Regions from separate parts of the Zea mays genome. Here regions 1 and 3 are each linked to region 2. Evidence: chromatin contacts called from public Hi-C data. All regions are on one chromosome and are shown on one strand. The core of a region is the stretch at or near the end of the contact, and the rest is flanking DNA. Distances in the headings are between cores, read along the strand shown. Region 1 holds the start of LOC103633153 (protein ALTERED PHOSPHATE STARVATION RESPONSE 1). Region 2 holds the start of LOC100194277. Region 3 holds the start of LOC100278709.

Region 1 (3,329 bases), core at 414-2,913, 220 kb before region 2:
GAACTCCTGCTGGGAGAGTATGGAGCTGCTGTAGCAGTTGGTTGCTCGTAGTAGCTATCATAAGTTTCAAACGGGTTCAGGAAGTCCCAGGTGGACACCCTGGGAGGAGATGGAGGCGGTGGTGCTGCGGCTGGCTCGCGGGAGGAGGAGGGGATGTCTGCTGGTGGTGCAGGAGCAGAACCACCTCCATAGTAACCACCATAGGCATACTGATTATATGAGCTCGAGCTCTGTGGTGGGTAGGAGTACCCACCACCATAGCCGCGCGGGGGTGGCTGCAGCTCGTCATTGCCGGAATAGTAGTGGACCCTGGCGTTAGTGGCCTGCAGGCGTTGCTCGTGCGAGATTGACGGTGGAGGTGGCTGGCTGCGCGCGTAGTTGATGTTAAAGAAGCTCTGCCCATATCCACCCATGCCACCGTAGCCTTGGTCATAGCCGCCAGCGCCGCCGCCACTGCCCATGCCACCATAGCTCTGGTCATTGTAGCCGGCACCGCCGCCGCTGCCACCACCACCCATGCCCCCATAGCTTTGCCCGTAACCACCGCCGCCGCCGCTGCTCATGCCAATACCGCCATAATCGGGACCAGGACCCGGCCCAGGCCCATTGGCGTACCCGTAGCCGTATCCAGGACCATACGGCGGCGGAGCATACCCGGAGGAATAGGGTGGTCCCATCTGCGGCGGCGGAGGACCAGGCGCCCCGGCTGAGTGGACGACATCCGGGCGGCGGCGAGCCGGGTCGGGCTCTTCGTCGGAGTGGAACTTGATGTGTCCGTCATCGGAATCGGAGTCGTCGTCGGAGAACTGGATATGGCCGTCGTTGGGGGCGATGCGGACCTGCTTGGCGGCGGAGGAGGAGGACGCGATTGCGGGCGGCGGCGGCGACGCGGCGGGGAGGCCGTCGCCCTTCCGCTGCAGCGGGAGGCGGAGCGCGGGCTCGGGCGGCGGCGGCGGCAGCGACTGGACGCCGCGGAGGAAGTCGTGCAGCAGGGCGCCGACGGCGCGCAGCGACTCGGCGTAGGCGTGGTGCGCGTCGGCGAGCATGTAGCGCTGGCGGATGGCCAGCGCCAGGAGCTCGGAGCGCGCCCGGCAGTGCTGCACGGCGTACTCCTCCTCCGTCTTGGACTGGCCGCACCCCATGGCAACCGCCCGCAAGAACCGCCTTTTATTCCTGCCTCACAAAGGAGGAGAGCCCAGTCACAGCGGCGGCGGCGGCAAACGCATGGCGGCGGGTGGTGCGAATCTAAGGGGAGAGCGGCGGGCGGGTGCGGAGGGGAGCAGATCTGGGTGGCGGCTACCTACAGCGGGGGATGGTGGAAGGGACGGGGGCTCGGCCGAGAATCTTCGCCTTTTGGCGTGGGTGCCAGCGGAGAGCGGCTCGTCGCGGTGCGCGCGGCGCAGGTCCTCCTTCTCTTTCTCTGGCCGCGGTGACAGCCTGCGCGCATGCTCCTCCGCGCCCCTCCCCCTCCCGCGGCGGTGGGGGCGTGGGGCTCTTCCGTCGGGCGCGGGGAAAGGCGGGCGGTGGCAACGAGCGAAGCGCTGCGCCGCGAGCGAGTGTTGTGTGCTGTGTTGGGGGGCTCTAGAGTATAGACTGGCTGTGGGCGTTGGTTATGGAGCACGAGGCATCGAGGCGCGTCTGCGCTGCTGCCCTTTTGGTGCGGTGGTTTTACCGGGAAAAAAGGGCTGGGAATCATCTAACGGACGGGGCGGCGGGGGCGGACGAACGAACGGAGACGGAGACGGAGGATCGCGGGGGTGGGGTGGGGCAGCCCAGGGGAGACATCCGTACATTGACGCCTGTCGCCGGCGTGGACGCCTGGATTCTACCCTGCTGCGCGGCCTCTGGGTTGCCGCTGCCAGCCACACGCTGGTGGGGTGCGGCGTGCGGGTGCCGTGCCGCCCCTGCGATGTTTGGTTTCGTGCAGGGTCTGAAGTTTAATCTTTTTATCATGTTTGGTTCAGATACTAAAAATATTTAGAATGTATTAAATATTAAATGACTTATAAAAAGACTAAAATATTCCTTATCGTTCTCTCCTAAAACAAAGGAGAGACCAAAAGATAGAATTAATATTATTTAGTTCCCACCGTTTCCTTTTTCTCTTTTGTGATCTGAGTCACGCGTCTTGTTTTTGTCACGTACGTTGCTGCCATTTTATAACGGTGGCGGCGGCGGCTGGCGTGGAATTTTCTTGTGGGGGCTGGGCGGTCGACGACATCTGATGAGACCTGGTATGAATGGCTGTGTGTGTGGTTTGCTGCAAGCTAAGCAGCTGATCATCATTGACCAGGCGGTGTTTGGTGTGAAGTTTGATGAGTCCAGCCAGGTGCCACCAGCGCCAGGCCAGCCGCCAGTGCCACTGCTGGATTTCGGACCCGGCGGCGGTCGTTTTCCGCTTGTGCGTGCGTGCGATGCGATGCGATGCACCGACGATAATGCTTGATCTTGATAACAAACTATATATGCTGACAAGTCGTTCACGCGACTCGATTGAACTAACAGAGAAGGGAACAATAATTGTTGCATGCAAAAGGCCGGCAGCTAGAGCAAGTACCACCCTGCATGCCACGTTGTGGTGCTGTGGGCTGAAGCAGTGCACCCGCTTTTCTGGTCCCTCGTGAAAAGGCCGTTTTTCCACGACTAGGGATCCGGCAGACGGCAGTACGTAGATAGTCCTCCCTCACTTCACTTTGCTCGGCACTCGGCAGCGCGCGTCGGCAACGGTCTGTTACATCACGCAGGACGGCAGGAGCCCCCACTCGGAGCCGGCGATGCTGGGCGAGCCCTCGGCAAGAGGCTAGGGAGGCTTGGGTTGGGTCGCGCCACCGTCACCCGGCTGGTCGTCGTCCTGGTGCATGGCGCGCATGGCTGCGTGCATGCATGCAGATGCAGATGCAGGCGCAGCGAAACGCCCAGGTCGATATCTGCAGTGCCTGCTGCTTGAGTTTTTTACCTGGCCAGCCGGCCGCCCCCGCCAGTAAAAAAGTCAAAACCGGGGTGGCTGCTCGTCGACCGGCCGCGGCCGGTACAGTGTTCCTACAGCTACAGCCAGGTGGAAGAGGACGAGGCGCGGGCGGAGCAGGGGAGGGGAGCGCCCAGGCTGCACAGCCAGTGCTGCAATCATAGCTAGCCATGCAGCAGCCAGAGCAACGGCCACAGACAGACACTGCGGACTCGACTTGACTGGAGGAGGTCCCGGTGGCCGCTGGACTGAAATGAAAGAGGAGCTAGCTAGCTAGCCGTTTCACATTCACTGGAAAGTGACTGCTGGCGCGCGGCGCGGGTGACTCCCCGCCCATCGGCCGGGCCGGGGAAGGGAAGGCAGC
Region 2 (3,240 bases), core at 573-3,072:
TGGGGATCATCGCTGTTCTCGTCGGCTGTGCGCGAGGATGGTAGGTAAGGTACTAATAGACAGTTAGACACACAATGTCATACTCACTCAATAAAAAATGTCCTATAATCATACTTATTATCCATTATAGGTACTACAAAATTTCGCTATACTTATACCCACCATAAATAACGGGTAGCAATCGAATATCCATACCCACTAACATTATAGTATACATGATCATTTGAATAGTAAAAGTAAGTACCAAACATAAAATGTTGAAACCAGATACCTCATTAATATTGAAAGATGCTAAAATGATATATTAATTTTGTACCACAAATTCATTGAACCCAACGTATTTTTATTATAATGCTAACAACATTAAATATTAAATTAATACATCATAGAAGCCTATGCATGAGAAAGAACAAGCTCTTTAATTTAGACCTAATTGTTAGCGGGTTTCTTATCAGGTTGTCGATATGGGGCAAGAGAGAACATATACCCATACTCATCATACCTGGTGGGTATAACAAATGACCTAAAATACTTATGGATATCAAAATTCGCCATACTTGTGTCTAATATGTTTTTTACTCATCAGCTATCGGTACCTATTGTCATGCCTACCGTAACCATGTGTCTTCATCTAGCAATACGCACTGCTGGCTACTGCTAGATAGTATACAACTACACATACATACATGCACATGCTTTGTTTTCACGGTTCCTCCGTTCGGCCGTTCCTGCCCGTGGGCCGTGGCCGGCTGGCCGCCTCGTCCCGTCGTCGGCCCCTCCTGCGTTTTAAACCCCGGCCGGCCCGTTCCCCGCCTCAAGATTTTTACCGATAGGGCTTCATTCCACCACTAGCAGTATACGTACGCGGTACGTACACATTTGCTACCTGCGTGTGACCGTGTCGTTGGCCGCAGCAGCACGAGAACCACAACTGCAGCGTTATCAGCTGACATGCGCACATTCTACGAGACGATTAGTTTCAGAGAGACGGAGAGTCCAAAACAAGCATGAGAATTAACGCCGTGCTTAATTTCTGGAGCACCCCAAAAAAATCGAAGCAGGCAGTACGGGGTAGTTAAAGGTCTTCCCTCTTCCGGTCAAAGCCGGTCAAGAGGCAACAATAATGATGAGTGAAGCCGACACGCGGGCCCGCGCCTTCCTTGTCACGCGCGACCGTGGCCCCACCCACCACCACCAAGCACCCCCGCGGTGACGGCTGACGCGCGTGCCCACCTCACCTGACGCCTGCTGCCTGCTGGTGGTCCCTCTCGTCAGCTTCTGACCCCGTGTGGGTGTGCCCCGTCCGCTTTTTGCCGGCTCGCGCCAACGCCCACCAAACCAAAACAAAACCCATCTTTGTGGAACATATATATGCCGGTTGTCAATCAGGTCAAGATTAGTATTCACTAAATACTAATAGCATATCACAGTTGTTTCTTTCCACAATTTTAGAATCAAAAGTGGCTGAGCGTGTGCTGTTGTTGGATGGTACCACGAGACTGCGCAAAATCTCTTTGGTTCGAGAACAAACCGACCAAGTTCAAGCCAAACTCTAGTGCTGACATGACCCAACAACAAATACCTAAGCAGCTGCTCGACACAGTACGTACGTACTGCTGGTGCTGGTGCCGGTGCCCGTGCGAAAGCGAGGAGCGAGCAGACACCTGTACAAAAGAAATACAGGCAGGAATACCAGGGGCGGAATACCAACAAGCGGCGGTTTATATACATACGCCACCAGCATCTTTAACACCACCGCTGCGCTAATCCGCCATTCAAACGAGATTAGCACAAAAAAAAAACAATAAACAAACAGAGGAAGCAGCGCAGTCGGAGGCAGTGAGGTGAGCTCGCCCTCCTGCTCCTGCTCCTGCTCCCGCAGCTGCGCTGTGCTGCCATCGCTTTCCCCTCCTCCCAGTCCCACCCCCAGATTCGCATGCGCGCTTCCCTCTCCACCGCCACAGGCACAGCGTCAGCGCCTAGCTTAGCCAGCTCGCCGCCGCAATGGCGACCGCGTCGGAGGACGAGGCCGCCTCGGACCGCTGCAGCGGCAGCTACAGCCCCAGCGCCGATGTCAGCGAGTCCGAGACCTCCAGCGACTGCTCCGCGCCCACCACCCGCCGCTTCGCCTCCTCTTCCTCCGCCTCCGCCTCCGCCTCCGCCACCGTCTCCCGCCGCCTCGCGTCCTCCTCCTCGTCGCTGCCCACCCCGGCATCGGCCGCCGCCTTCTACCTCTCCAAGCCACCCTCCTCCGACCTCTCCGGTAAGCGGGCCTCCTCCTCCGCCTTTTGCTTGGATCTCACTCCAAAACCCTCCTCTTGTTCTTTCCCCTCACAGCAAGTTCCTATCCTTGCCCGTGCGCTTCTGTGGCGCCAGAGATCGACATGATGAAGGAGCGCTTCGCCAAACTCCTGCTCGGCGAGGACATGTCCGGCAGCGGCAAGGGCGTCTGCACCGCGCTCGCCATCTCCAACGCCATCACCAACCTCTCCGGTACGCTCGAGCCGCCGTGCTACTCCACCCGCATTGCCCGGATTTCTGATGGTTTCCCTGTCCAGCCACCGTGTTCGGCGAGCTGTGGAGGCTGGAGCCGCTCGCGAAGGCGAGGAAGGCGATGTGGACGCGGGAGATGGAGTGGTTGCTCTCCGTCTCCGACTCCATCGTCGAGCTCACCCCCTCCATCCAGGAGCTCCCCGAAGGCGGCGGCCAGTTCGAGGTCATGGTCCCGCGCCCGCGCACCGACCTCTACATGAACCTCCCCGCGCTCAAGAAACTCGACGCCATGCTCCTCGCCATGATTGACGGGTTCAAGGGGACGGAGTTCTGGTACGTGGACAGGGGGGTTATGGTCGAAGACAGCGGGGGGCCATTCCCGTCCTCCTCCTCGTCATCGTCTTGTGGCCGGCCGTCGGTGCGGCAGGAGGAGAAGTGGTGGTTGCCCTGCCCACGAGTGCCACCCAAGGGGCTGTCCGAGGATTCGAGGAGGAAGCTGCAGCAAAGCAGGGATTGTGCAAACCAGATACTGAAAGCAGCCATGGCGATTAACAGCGATGTGCTCGCAGAGATGGAAATCCCCGAAATGTACCTGGAGACACTGCCCAAGGTAAAATACTTACAGCTACGGATTCACTGGTACCAGCTACTTATATGATATATCTCTTGCTATCCATGTGGTGTGCTTGCTACATTGTACTTAAATCCATGGTTATGAAACGACCAATTGTATAAAATCCCGGTGAA
Region 3 (3,326 bases), core at 181-2,680, 130 kb after region 2:
ACCTTGCCGACTGGGGCGCGCATGTCAGGATAAGGTGTCAGGCGACCTCAGCATTAAATGTGCATGCAACACGGTCGGCTGGTAAGGCGATTTGGCCAAAGTCGCTTGCACGACAAGGCTTGCCTTTGGCTAAGCCGAGGGTGCGCTCACTGTCTGAGGAGACCCTTGGGCAAGACGTGGATTCGTCCAGGACCACTGTTCCGCCCGAGGCCGGGCTCGGGCGAGGTGAGATCGCGTCCCCTGGTAGACGAAGCCTTGACTTTGACCTGAGCCATCAGTCTTCACGGTTTGCTCTGAAGGTGTTTACCAGCCGTGATTAGGAGTGGTGGGGGTACCCCTAATTACGGTACCCGACAGCCGCCATCGCTTGATCCTGGGGGAGCGTCACCGTCGATCGCCCTCCTCGATGCGCCACCGCCGCTGGCCCGCCGGGATCGTCGCCGCTCGCTCGCCCGAGAGAACCGCCGCCCCCGCCGAAACCTAATCCCTGATGGCCTGGTGGTGTTTTTATAGCCAAACGAACCTGGTGCGGCTAAATCGGATGGCACCGTTGAGCCAAGGCTTTCTCTAATTTATGGAAGCCCAGGGCTATATGTATATGTATATGTATATATATGAGGGGTACAACCGATTGCGGGCACCAACAATCGAGCCAATCAATCTATATTTTATTACTTTACATTCTTGCTCTAGGAGTAGCAATAATGTAGCCTTCTTCATCCTCATTTTCACTTCTCTTCGACTCTACATCGTCTGGAGCCGTTTTGAGTGGTCTGCCGAGCCAAGACAAACCATAGGATCTTTGCTCCCTGACGGGTCCCTGCCGGAGGTGAGATTCAGGTGATGTTGGCGATCGCACATCGTTCCTGTGTATACGTGGATCGTCTTGCTCAACGCAGGAAGACCCGCTTCTGCCATAGGGTTGCGGACCGTCCGTACCGCCACAGAGAGCAGCGTTGTCAGTACACCTTGTTAGTGATTGTATCAGATCGACACCAACATCTAGGAACAAGGATGACCAAAGAAAAATGAACACATTGCTACTAATCCAACCATCTAGTAGACGTTCACGATGTATATACACTCACCTATATAGAATTATGTACGTAAACTCTAATTCTATGAATACTTTCGAAGTTAGGCTGATAATTTTTAAGACATGACTGATAAAGTTACCACAAATATCTTGCTATCAATAGAAATATTATCTATCACTAAAAACACAAAGTCGTTAAATTACCTAATATCAGCTTCTATACAAAGTCAGACCCTACAAGCCCTCTCTTTCAAGCGCCTCTTCAAATATCAATCCCGGGCAGCCTGTGCTTTCCTCGTGAATATTGTGTTGGGCCAATCCAGCCTCTCATCTCATTTCTGTGTCTTTGGGCTGCGATCGGATGATGGACTTAGGCACACGTGACTGGTGGACTAGACAGGAAAATCCCAAGTTACGACGACTTCCCCGAGACGACGGCGTAACAAGGGGGGAAAAAAGGAAAGGGGATCGCCATGGCAGCGTCGCCGCAGCAGCAAGGCCAGGGCGGCCCTGGCAGCGGCGGGTGGACTCCCGAGCAGTTCTGGTCGCTGCTGGACAAGGCGGACCGCCGGTTCGCCCGGGTGCGAGACCTGCCCTCCTTCGGCCGCCAGGAGCCCGACGAGTTCGCCAAGGCCTTCCGCGCCTACACCCAGCTCTGGCGGATGCAGCAGGAGCACCGTCACCGTCTTCTCGACGCGGGCCTCCGCCGCTGGCAGGTCGGCGAGATCGCCGCCCGCATCGCCCACCTCTACTACGCCCAGTACCAGCGCACCGCCGACACCGCGCTTCTCTCCGAGGCGTTCGTCTTCTACCACGCCGTCCTCGACCGCGCCTACTTCCAGGACGCCGACCACCACCTCGCCCCCGCCAAACACCTCCGCTTCCTCGCCAGGTTCCTCCTCGTCGCACTCCTGCTCGGCAGGCGTTCGCACACCGTCCCGCGTCTCGCCTCGGACATACGCACGCTCTTAGATGACTCCAAAAAGTCCTTCCAGGTGTGTCCCGCTGTAATTCCACTTTCCACACTTAAATTCGATTGATCCAGTTAACCTGATCATCGATCTTGACTCTCGTAGGATGCCGAATACAAGGAGTGGAAGCATGTCGTGCAAGAGATCGCGAGGTTCCTGCGAGCTGACTCACCATTTATGAACATGAGGCCGCTCAGGTACAGCTATGCATTCGATCCGCCCCCGGACACGCTTCGTACTGTGCCAACTACTGTCAAGAAGCGAGGTCTCGTCTTAAGTGACACCATACTTTGCAGCTACTATCCTAACGAGGTAATGCTTCCGCATCTTCCTTGCATACATCTACTTATGCCTGTGCTTCATTGTTCTTTTGGGTGGTGGTGGAGGGTTAGTACCGAGGAGGTGAGGAAGTAATCTCACTGTGGTTCATCCAGGTCAAATTTACAGACCTCTCCATAGATGTATTCAGAATGGTTCAGTGCCTCGAATGGGAACCATGTGGTTCATTTGCGCTAAACGATGGTTACAGCGCCCATGATGAAAGTGGACAAAATCAACCCAATCTATTGAAAGATTTAAGAGATGCTGCACTGCCCCCGAATCCACTTAAGACAATTCTCTATCGCCCTTCGGTAACACATTTCCTAACGGTAAGTTCAGCTTTCAGTTTCTGTTTGTCATTTGGCATTGCTTTTTCTCCTATTTTTCTAGAATTAATCTGTTCCTTGTAGTCACTTATCTTGCATCTGAGTAAAAGAAAACTTCTATGCTCACTACCATCTTTGGAAGCTCTAGGGTATATGCAATTGGTTTGTCCTGCGAATACTATCACAATACGTACTTGTGTGTTCAATCTAGTGTAACCTGTGTAACACTAACAGTCAATCTGTAGGGCGTACCCAGTGCCGTAGGCTTCCCGCACTGTGCGGGGTCTGGGGAAGAGTATCTTTAAGCGCCAAGCCTTACCTGCATAATATACAGAGGCTGGGGCTCGAACCCGGGACCTTCCGGTTACAGACGGTAGGCTCTACCGCTGCACCAGGCCCGCCCTTCACTAACAGTCAATCTGTGTTGCTTGTAAATGCACAATTGGTTAGTTGGAGGGTTAAAACTGCAGGGATCTGCAATATATCGTACGGACTTAGTGATATGAATTATCTGACAAGGAAGCATGATGATGAGGGACGCTACTTAAGTTCATGGCATGAGTGGCTGCAAATTTTCTTAGAAAGTGTGACAACACAGATGCTTTAACATCGAACTTAAGTTGGTCTGTGTTTGTTATTTGTTTAGCAAGACTAGTTCAACTCTACCCATAG

The links. Hi-C and Micro-C count contacts between places; a contact is called where the count stands out from the background.
Region 1: a Hi-C map of tassel shows a contact between it and region 2, with 2.3 times the contacts expected there. The contact joins the promoter of LOC103633153 here to the promoter of LOC100194277 in region 2. A contact is called at or near these places in 2 of 25 Hi-C or Micro-C datasets (endosperm and tassel).
Region 3: a contact with region 2 is called in a Hi-C map of leaf, with 6 times the contacts expected there. The contact joins the promoter of LOC100278709 here to the promoter of LOC100194277 in region 2. A contact is called at or near these places in 12 of 25 Hi-C or Micro-C datasets (bundle sheath, ear, endosperm and 4 more) and 1 of 3 datasets of contacts at active chromatin or transcription factors (leaf).

Annotation. Positions count from the first base shown.
Region 1 is chr7:153,741,803-153,745,131 of Zm-B73-REFERENCE-NAM-5.0, forward strand. It overlaps LOC103633153 (protein ALTERED PHOSPHATE STARVATION RESPONSE 1), which reads right to left and starts at 1,664. Exons shown (of 4, transcript XM_008654833.3): 1 at 1-1,664. The coding sequence starts at 1,142.
Region 2 is chr7:153,961,423-153,964,662 of Zm-B73-REFERENCE-NAM-5.0, forward strand. LOC100194277 reads left to right here and starts at 1,823. Exons shown (of 5, transcript NM_001139316.1): 1 at 1,823-2,263; 2 at 2,377-2,493; 3 at 2,559-3,103. The coding sequence starts at 2,005.
Region 3 is chr7:154,095,015-154,098,340 of Zm-B73-REFERENCE-NAM-5.0, forward strand. LOC100278709 reads left to right here and starts at 1,431. Exons shown (of 9, transcript NM_001151896.1): 1 at 1,431-2,031; 2 at 2,113-2,319; 3 at 2,442-2,657. The coding sequence starts at 1,510.